Regions from separate parts of the Sus scrofa genome. Here all the other regions are linked to region 3. A link is a contact called in public Hi-C and HiChIP or PLAC-seq data. All regions are on one chromosome and are shown on one strand. Each heading gives the region's core, a stretch centred on a gene start, on an enhancer-like site or on the middle of the called end of the contact. The rest is flanking DNA. Distances are from core to core; before and after follow the strand shown.

Region 1 (2,700 bases), core at 91-2,590, 140 kb after region 3:
ACCCAGGGCACCCTACATCTGTGGGAGGCAAGAGGCCCTCGCAAGCTGCAAGAGACAGCCCCTTGCCCGCTCCACCTCCAGTCCCAGCGCACGTCTGCAGCTCTGGAATGCCCTCGTGCCTGCCATTCCAGTCTGCCACCAGCCTGTGCCAGACCTTGTCCTCTTCACACTCCGGTGTCTCTTATCAAGGTCTCGCGGGGTGGATCAGGGTTGCTGAGGACAGGATTCTGGCAAACTCCACCAGGGACCCTGGACCCTCCCTCCCCCAACTCAGTTGAGCATTGCAGGAAGATTACAGCCCAAAGACCTGGAAAGGCAACACAAATCCAAGAGATCGAGGGAAAGAGAAAAGAGAGAAGGCGCGGAGCGGGGGGCGGGGGCGGGGGGGGGGGGGGAAGCGGAGGTGACTGGACTTCAGAGGGAGAGGGGTAGAGCAGGATTTCCCCATCTCTCCGGCAGACGCCCGTAATCTCCCCAAAGATGCCCTTGCTCTTTGCGCGCCCTGCCCTCGCGCTGCAGGTCTCTTCTCCAAGCAGGAAGGGGCAAGAGATGAATAAGTGCCGGACGATGGATCCCAAGGCAGTACCTGAAGCCAGAACACCTGAGGACCTCTGCCCTGGAGGAGGGGACTAGCCGAGGGCCCAGAGATGGGGTTCCTGGGCGCGCGCCGGGATAGGGGCTTCAGGCCCTGTCCTGAGTGTCACCAGCAGTGCGTCTCAGGTTGTCCCACTGTCCCTGGCCGCCTCCGTCGGGCCCTTTTCCCGCTGCCGCATGCTCCCCATCCCCCGCCGGATGCGCGGGGAGTTTGCGACGCCCAACGCGGGACCCGGGTTCAGAGCCGCTACTCACCGCCCTCCCAGGGCTGGGATTCCCGCACCTGGATTTGTCACTAAACTTTCCTAGTCGCACGGGGTTTCGGGGGTGGCACACCTGCCCCTCAGCCCCCATCCATTCGAAGCCCCACGTTTCGGCTGCAGCCGGACAGTCGCTTCACCTGCACAGGGCTCGGAGGAGGCTACGGGTGCTCCTCGCGCTTTCGGACCGAGGCGCCGCCCGGCGGGTCCCCGCGCCGCTGCCGCCGCTGCTGCCACCGCGGGTGCCACTGCCGCGCCTGCCCGGAGCTGCAGCGCCGCGGTTCGCCCGCAGCCACGGGAGGCGCAATCCCAGGCGCCCACGGCCCGGCGGGTCCCCGCAGCCGCCACTCACCTCGTCTTCCCACCCGGGGCCGCACGCACGGGCGCCGGGAGTCTGCTCCTCCGCCAGCTCTCCCAGCTGCGCGGCGCTGGGGATCCGCCGAGCCTCCAGGATGGGCGGGGATTCCCTCCCTCTGGTAGATTCGAGGGGCGGGAACTCCCTTCCTGGAGTGACAGGGACGGGGGGCGGGGATTCCCCTGCAGGAATGACAAGGTGGGCGGGATTCCCCCGAGCTATGCACGCCAGAATCCCTCGGCGCGAACCGGGAGCCCTGGGGCGCTGGCTTCGGAAACCTGGGGATCCTGGGAGGGAAGGATCCAGGGAGATGGCAGCTCAGAATTTCCAGATGGCGGAGTTCAGGGCGCCATCTAGGTGGAAGACAGTGAGCTAGGGAACTGGAAGTTGCCTTTGCACAGCACTTTACAGAGCACTGAGAAAAATGTCTATTGCCTTTTAATACAAGAATGGAGCGGAGAGACCAAAGGAAATGAGGCAAGGACTAAGCCACCCCAAGCCACCCTTGGCTTCTGGTCTTTGGGATACCAAAGCTAATTTAACATTGGTATGAGAATTTCAAGGAACCTCTTGGCACCCAAGAGCTGTTTAATCCCCCAGTTAAACCCGTCAGAGAAATTCTCTGAGGCAGAGTCCCAGGGCCCCAGGGTGGTGGTTTTGGTCACTGTGAGAACCAGCCAAGAGGCCTTGCTGAGTAGACTGTGACAGCTAATGCCAATCGCCCTTGGCCTTGTTCCAGGTCACTCGAGGAACAGAAGCCTCAGGCTTTTCGGATTCCTCATTCCCGTGGATTTTCAGGAAGGTCCTCAAATATTTTGGGTTTTTTTTTTTTTTTTTTTTTTTTGTCATCCTTGTCATTCTGCCTACCACAGGGAGAGGATGATAAGAACATAATAGGGAGACCGCATTGCTCTGCAAATTAAGCTCCCTTAAGAGGAAAAAGCTGGGCTTTTTCAAGTGCTAGCAGATAAGAGTAAAAATATATGAAAAATTACAAAACCTGAGATAATGAATAGTTGAATAATGCTTTTGACATTTTCTGCAGAGCAGTAATTGGAAATCTTTGCTTGGGGTGCGGGTATGGAGAAGGGGTGGGGCAGGGATCCGCTGCAGCTTTGCCCAGCAAGGCAATAAGCTCTGGTCTCTTGGAAGAACAGACAGACATAAATCACCTGCACAGATTCTGCAGCATCAGGGGCCAGGGTGGTCCCAAGGCATTCTGAGATAGTGTTTTCAGCAGGGGTTGGGGTGGGTAAGGACTTGAATTCAGTTGTTCTTCAGCCTTTATTATTACTAGGTCACTGAGATCAATCTCTGCACAAATCCAAGCTTCCTGTATTACAAGCTATGCAGTCTTAGGCACCCAGAGTTTCTTTTCCTATCTGTACATAGAAAAAAACAAAAAAGCCTTCCACGCAGGAGTGTTGTAAGGATTAGCAGTAACATAGCTACTTAGCACAGCACTTAGGAGATGTTCAATAAAATGGCACC
Region 2 (2,700 bases), core at 68-2,567, 250 kb before region 3:
CAAACTGCTTGAAGAATCCCACATGCTGAACAGGAATTTCATTCACTACCGACAGCAGTGGAATTCCTATGGATTCTGGGATCCCTCCAAGATGTTAGGGGATGTTCTGGAGTTTAACAGAAAATCTCAGACATATTAAATATTCTATAGGCTCGAGTGAAATATTTTAAAACAACCTAGAAATTTCCTGTTAAGATTTCAGTCACCTTCAAAGGCCCCGAGCTTCCCCTGTCCTGCCATTTTTCTCACAGCGCTTCTGCCTAAGTGCCCTGCCCTACAGAAGCCTCTCTTTAGAGCAACATTTTGGCAAACACTTTTCCTTGCAGGCTCTTTATTTTTCCTGTAATGATATTAAGAACAAAATTAGAGGCTAGAATAAAAAAAGGAGGACGTCAGTGAAATTTATTCAGAGAAATCTGAATCAAGTCTTTTGTTTAGCTACTTGTGTTCTTCCAACGTAACTTCCTACTTTTGACAAACGGACCGTGGGTTATGTAAGATTTTTTTTTTTCTTTTTTCACTACTGTACCGGCGGCATGTGGACATTCCCAGGCTGGGGGTTGAATCAGAGCTGCAGCTGCTGACCTATGCCACAGCCACAACCATGCCAGATCTGAGCTGTATTTGTGACCTACACCGCAGCTCGCAGCAACGCCGGATCCTTAACCCACTGAGTGAGGCCAGGGATTGAACCCACATCCTTACAGACATTATGTTGGGTTCTTAACCTGTTAAGCCACAATGGGAACTCCACGTAAGAGGTTAACATTAGAAGGAGCTGGGCGAAGGATACATGGAAGTCTGTACTCCCTTTGCAACTTTCTATAAATCTAAAACTAGTCCATAAAAAAGTTTATAGAAATAAAAGAGGAGGGGCAGACACTTACTTAACTGACCAGCTTTTTCCGGAAGGCAGATCCTGGGTTATCTCACTCATATTGGGGGCTGAACTGGGTGCCCTGGGCTCAGTGGCTTTAGGGCTGGCCCTGTCCGCGCCCTTCACGGGGCAGGAAAAGGCGGTGGACCCCCTGAGGCCTCCAGGAGGGGAGCCAAGTGACCTCTGGGGGACGATTTGCAGCTCGGTTTTGAAGAGCACAGCAGTCGGCCCAGCTGAGAAGTCCTCGCTGCAGAGCTTGTCAAGGTCAGGCATGCTCAGGGCTCTCAGCTCCTGCAGCTTCGAGCGGGACAGAGGCGAGGCCTGGGTGTGACGCACGGAGGACTTATTCCTCTTGGCGGGAGACGCCGGGGTCACCGCTGGGGTGGGGATTCCCGAAGGACCCAGCCATCTCTTTGGGTCCGAGTCAGAGCCCTTGTTACCGGCCTCCACCAGGCTCTGCCGGGAGATGGTCAGCATCATGCTCGACGGGGACTTGGCCATCGGGGGGACGACGGCGCTGGCTTCACCTTGGCTTTCGCTGCAGGAACTCAAGCTGCGTCTCAGTGACCTCGATACTGGGTCACTGGCGTGGCCGAGGCTCCCGGAAGCCACGCTGCCGGATGACCGTCTCCCAACGGGAGGCTTGGAGCTGACCGACAGAAAAGGGGAGGCCCCGGACTTGGCCACAGGCCGGTCAGAATTGGCCAGGTTCTCAAAAGACTTGATCCTCTGCTTCACAGAGAAATATGAGGTAGATTCATGGGGCCAGTTCTGCTCTGCGTAGTAGTGTCTTCTGGTGACTTTGATTTTGTCTGTGAGCAGGCAGCTCGTTTCCGGCACTGAAAGGACATCCCCTTCGTCTGTGGTTGGAAGGTTCCTCGACGTCTCCAGCAGGGGCTTTACGCTATACATCCCCTGTCCATTAACCAGGCCCAGCACAGCACCTCTGGATGCCTTGGCCTCCAGGTGGCCCCCGCTAGCGGCAGGGCTCTGGCTGTCCCGGGGGGTGCGCCCTGGGCTGTGCAGGATGTGCCCCTCTCGGCTGAAATGGCTGGAGAACTGGGCTGGCATGGAGTAGGTCCTGGTCGCTGGCCGTGGCGTGAAGTAGGGATGGTCATCCAGTGCCGAGCCCGCTGGTGCACTGCTCCTGGACGTCCCAAGGGCGTCTGACATCTGGCCTGACTTTCCCTGGCAGGGATCTGCCTTTCCAGCTGGCAGCTGCGGGGAGGAGGAGGAGGAAGTCAGTTTCGCCATGGTGAAAGATCTCTGCGTTTCCAGCTCTCCCTGGGAGGTCCGAGGCGTCAGTGAGGATGGATGATTTGGGGAGGATTCCACTGACTGGTGACAGAGCCTGACTTCACTCTTCTCCTGACAGTTGCTCTGGGCCAAGAACTCTCCCTGTCTGTCACTCTCAGCTGTCTTGTCACCACATGTGTTCTTTGGCATCCTTTCAGAAGAGATCTCAATGATTTTCAGCTGGTTAGTTCTTTCTAGAGGCTCACCAGCAGCCACTTTGCTTCTTTTGTCACCAGTCACCCCAGCCTGGGTGGCTTCTGCTGCTGAGTCCAAGTGGCTGGATTGGGGCCGCTGGCCCTGCCTGGGAGGGGTGGCTTCCCACTTGCTGGCCCCCGAGGACCCACTCCTTGGTGCCAAGGGACTCGCAGGCCCTGGGGCTGCAGGGGAGCCTTGCTTTCTGGTCCACACTTCGGAGACCTGGGTGCTGCTGGGCAACCTCGGTTGGGTTCTGAGTGCACAGCTGGGTGGAGCCTACCGCAGGCACCTTGCTCAGGAAGAGTCCTGGGGGAGGACAAGGGTGACGTGAA
Region 3 (2,700 bases), core at 71-2,570:
GCTAAACTCTTGTTGAGAAGGAAGGTTCTAGCTGTAATATCATCCATTTAGAGAATGGATGTAGAAATATGTACAAAATTTTGATTTTCCATTTGTTTCTCACAGTCAACAGTAAAATTCCAAAAAAAATTTTTTTTGAAATTTCAGATTTCATCGGTTTCTCTTTGTAGTGTTGAAGCAAAAGTTCTAGAATTTGAGACAGAGGTCCTTGCTCTTCTCTGAAGAAGATACTTGGCCCCAGGAAACGAGCTCCTGGAGCCTCAGTTTCCTCCTTGGTACAAGGAGAAGACAGGCCTTGGATGCACTATGGGCGACCTTCCAGAAACTAAGACATGAAGTGAAACAGCACGTGGGGAAAGCAGGCCGAGAAGAATGAGGTGGGCTCCAACGTAAGGTCCTGTAACGCTCCATTTACACGGCATCCTTGGGGAATGGGCCGTTCCACACGACCACGTTTCCAGATAATTGAATTTTAAATGCTGAAACGTGTTTTCCTTTTAACCTTCTGGAATGGAAATCTTTCCGAAGTGTATTACACGCTTCTCTGGCTTCTTAAACAGCAAACTGAATATAACTTAACCTTCCCTGAATGTTCGAGGTCATCACGATGACCGCCTCTTACTGTTTATACCGTCCTGAATAGAGCCCTGGGTGCCTCTGGGCATGTTCAGGTAGACAGGACCCTTGTGTGAAATGGTCCCGGAGGCTATGTAATCAAGCTAAAATTGGCAATTCCTCCTTTCTGCAATCTCCTACATCACTACCTGCAGCCATTTCTCCAACTAACACCTTCTAGCAGCCTCCTGACACTCTGCTTAAAATCGGCTATAACCCTCAGAGAACTCAGGGTTGCCATGGGTAACCAGAGTCTGAGCTCGTATCAACTCTAAATTTAATTTTACACACGATTTAAAGGCAGTGGGTGGTGTGCTGAAGGTTACTTCTGGCCCAGACTCATACAGCTAGTCCACCCAGTCAGTAGCAATGCTCCTGGGCCAGTTGGCCCAGCACCATGAGCTCCCTGGGCCCTCTTGCCAGCCCAGCACCCTGGCCCCCATTCTTGGACCACACGGGCATCTCACACCCCAGGAACGCAAAGGTGCAGGCTGGCCCTGGGGGCTCCAGGACCCCTCCTTTCACGCATCAGCATCCTTTCCATCCGGGGAGTATCCACTCCCTTCACCTTGAATATTACCTTGAATTCTGGGCTGGAAATTATTCTCTTTCCTACTGAGCAAACCACCAGAGTTTTAGTCTCTTCTCTGTCCCTCAGCCTCAAAGGCCTTTTCTCAGTTCATGCTGTGCCCTGGGATCAGGTCTCCTGAGGTCGACCAGGAAGGGTGTTAAGTTACCTTTGACTGAAATCTACCAAGGTCCAGAGGCCGATTCAGTACATTAAATAAATCATCTTATCTCATCCACTAAATGACTCTTTTGGGGAAAGCATCCACCTCCTGCGGCTGAGCTAACTTGCCCACAAGGACAGCAGGCGGGTCTGGAAGCCAGATCCATCTCTCCGAGGCCCATGTTCTTTGTCCTGTGCGCTGATCACATTTATTCGTGTACCAAAAAGTCCAGTCGAGGTTCCTATCCTAAAAAAACCACATTGTAAGTGAAACATAGGCCCTTTTACTTTTCAGAAAAGGCTACTTGTTTTTGTTTTCATGTGTGGGTTGTGTTTTAATTAATTCCACATTTTGTTACCAATTTGGAACAATCTGTCCTCAGGGAACAGATCTGGTTTACTTATAGAAAGCCAGCCGAGGGAGGGAGGGACTGGGGTTACAAACATTCCTTGTAGGACATAATCTAAAAAATCTTCCCAGTTCTCCCTTCACCAAAAAGATATAAATAGAACATTCCAGAAAATCTCATCTTCCCCAGACTAGGTATGTATGATAAGGTCTCAAACAAAAACCTTCCTCCATGTGTTACCAGCTATGCCTGCAAGATGGGGGCATGTGACATCAACCATTACTGTATCCCTCCCCACCTCAGGAATTTCTCTAGAAGTTCATCTCAGGATGATGCTGTCACCATGCAAAAGAATGAGGGATTCCCAGAGCTACTTGGGGAGCCTGCAAGCAAACTGTGGACCTCGGGGAGAAAGCAGGATGGGCTCTGCAATTTGGGGACAGTCCCAAGTTAGGCTTTGGAGCTGGTTCTGGGGTACAGAAGAGTGTCAAGTTCATGGTTGTGAATTCTCTGCTCCTCCTCCAGGGATGAACTTCCCAAACTGACCCAAAGCTAATTTTTAAACTAAGCCAACCATGACCTCAGCTTCTACTTTTTGCACCTGCTCCTCCCACACTTAACACACACGCAATTTTCAGAGCGTCCTCTTCCAAAAACATCCACAGGGCTCCAAAGTTTCCAGGGCAGCCTTGTCAGGGAGGAAATTGTCTGAATAACTGGCCAGCCACAGATGACAAGGTCAAAATATTACATGTATTAATGTGCTAGAGCTGCCATAAGAAAGTACTGCAAACCCAGTGGCCTGAACAATGGAAATGTGTCTCATAGTTCTGGAGGCTCAAAGTCCAAGATCAAGGTGTTTGCAGAGCTATGCTCCCTCTGAGGTACTAGAGAAATGTCTGCTCCAGGTCCCTTTCTTTGCTTCTGGTAGTTCCTTGGCTTGTGGCAGCATAACTCCAACTTGTACATGGCATTCCCCCCTCCCCATATCTGTGTTCAAACCTG

The links. A called contact is a pair of places that touch in the nucleus more often than the background predicts. HiChIP or PLAC-seq counts read pairs in DNA pulled down with a chosen protein or histone mark.
Region 1: a contact with region 3 is called in an H3K27ac HiChIP or PLAC-seq map of skeletal muscle, with 6 times the contacts expected there. The contact joins the promoter of PDZD2 here to the enhancer-like site in region 3. A contact is called at or near these places in 8 of 47 Hi-C or Micro-C datasets (alveolar macrophages, embryonic fibroblasts, fetal heart ventricle and 4 more) and 1 of 2 datasets of contacts at active chromatin or transcription factors (skeletal muscle).
Region 2: a Hi-C map of skeletal muscle shows a contact between it and region 3, with 4 times the contacts expected there. The contact joins two enhancer-like sites. A contact is called at or near these places in 14 of 47 Hi-C or Micro-C datasets (alveolar macrophages, embryonic fibroblasts, epiblast stem cells and 8 more) and 2 of 2 datasets of contacts at active chromatin or transcription factors (alveolar macrophages and skeletal muscle).

The regions. Positions count from the first base shown.
Region 1 is chr16:17,938,753-17,941,452 of Sscrofa11.1, reverse strand. PDZD2 (PDZ domain-containing protein 2) reads right to left here and starts at 1,340. Exons shown (of 33, transcript XM_021077090.1): 1 at 1,207-1,340.
Region 2 is chr16:18,333,443-18,336,142 of Sscrofa11.1, reverse strand. It overlaps PDZD2 (PDZ domain-containing protein 2), which reads right to left. Exons shown (of 33, transcript XM_021077090.1): 27 at 2,559-2,700; 28 at 888-2,556. Among named protein-coding and RNA genes, the nearest start is that of MTMR12, 200 kb to the left of the region's middle. Within about 2 kb of position 1,317, at least 17 of the 83 cell types and tissues checked have an H3K27ac peak or open chromatin away from gene starts, as enhancers often do. A contact at or near this core is called in skeletal muscle, where this site is marked.
Region 3 is chr16:18,083,686-18,086,385 of Sscrofa11.1, reverse strand. All of the region lies in intron 2 of PDZD2 (PDZ domain-containing protein 2), which reads right to left. Among named protein-coding and RNA genes, the nearest start is that of PDZD2, 140 kb to the right of the region's middle. Within about 2 kb of position 1,320, at least 6 of the 83 cell types and tissues checked have an H3K27ac peak or open chromatin away from gene starts, as enhancers often do. A contact at or near this core is called in skeletal muscle, where this site is marked.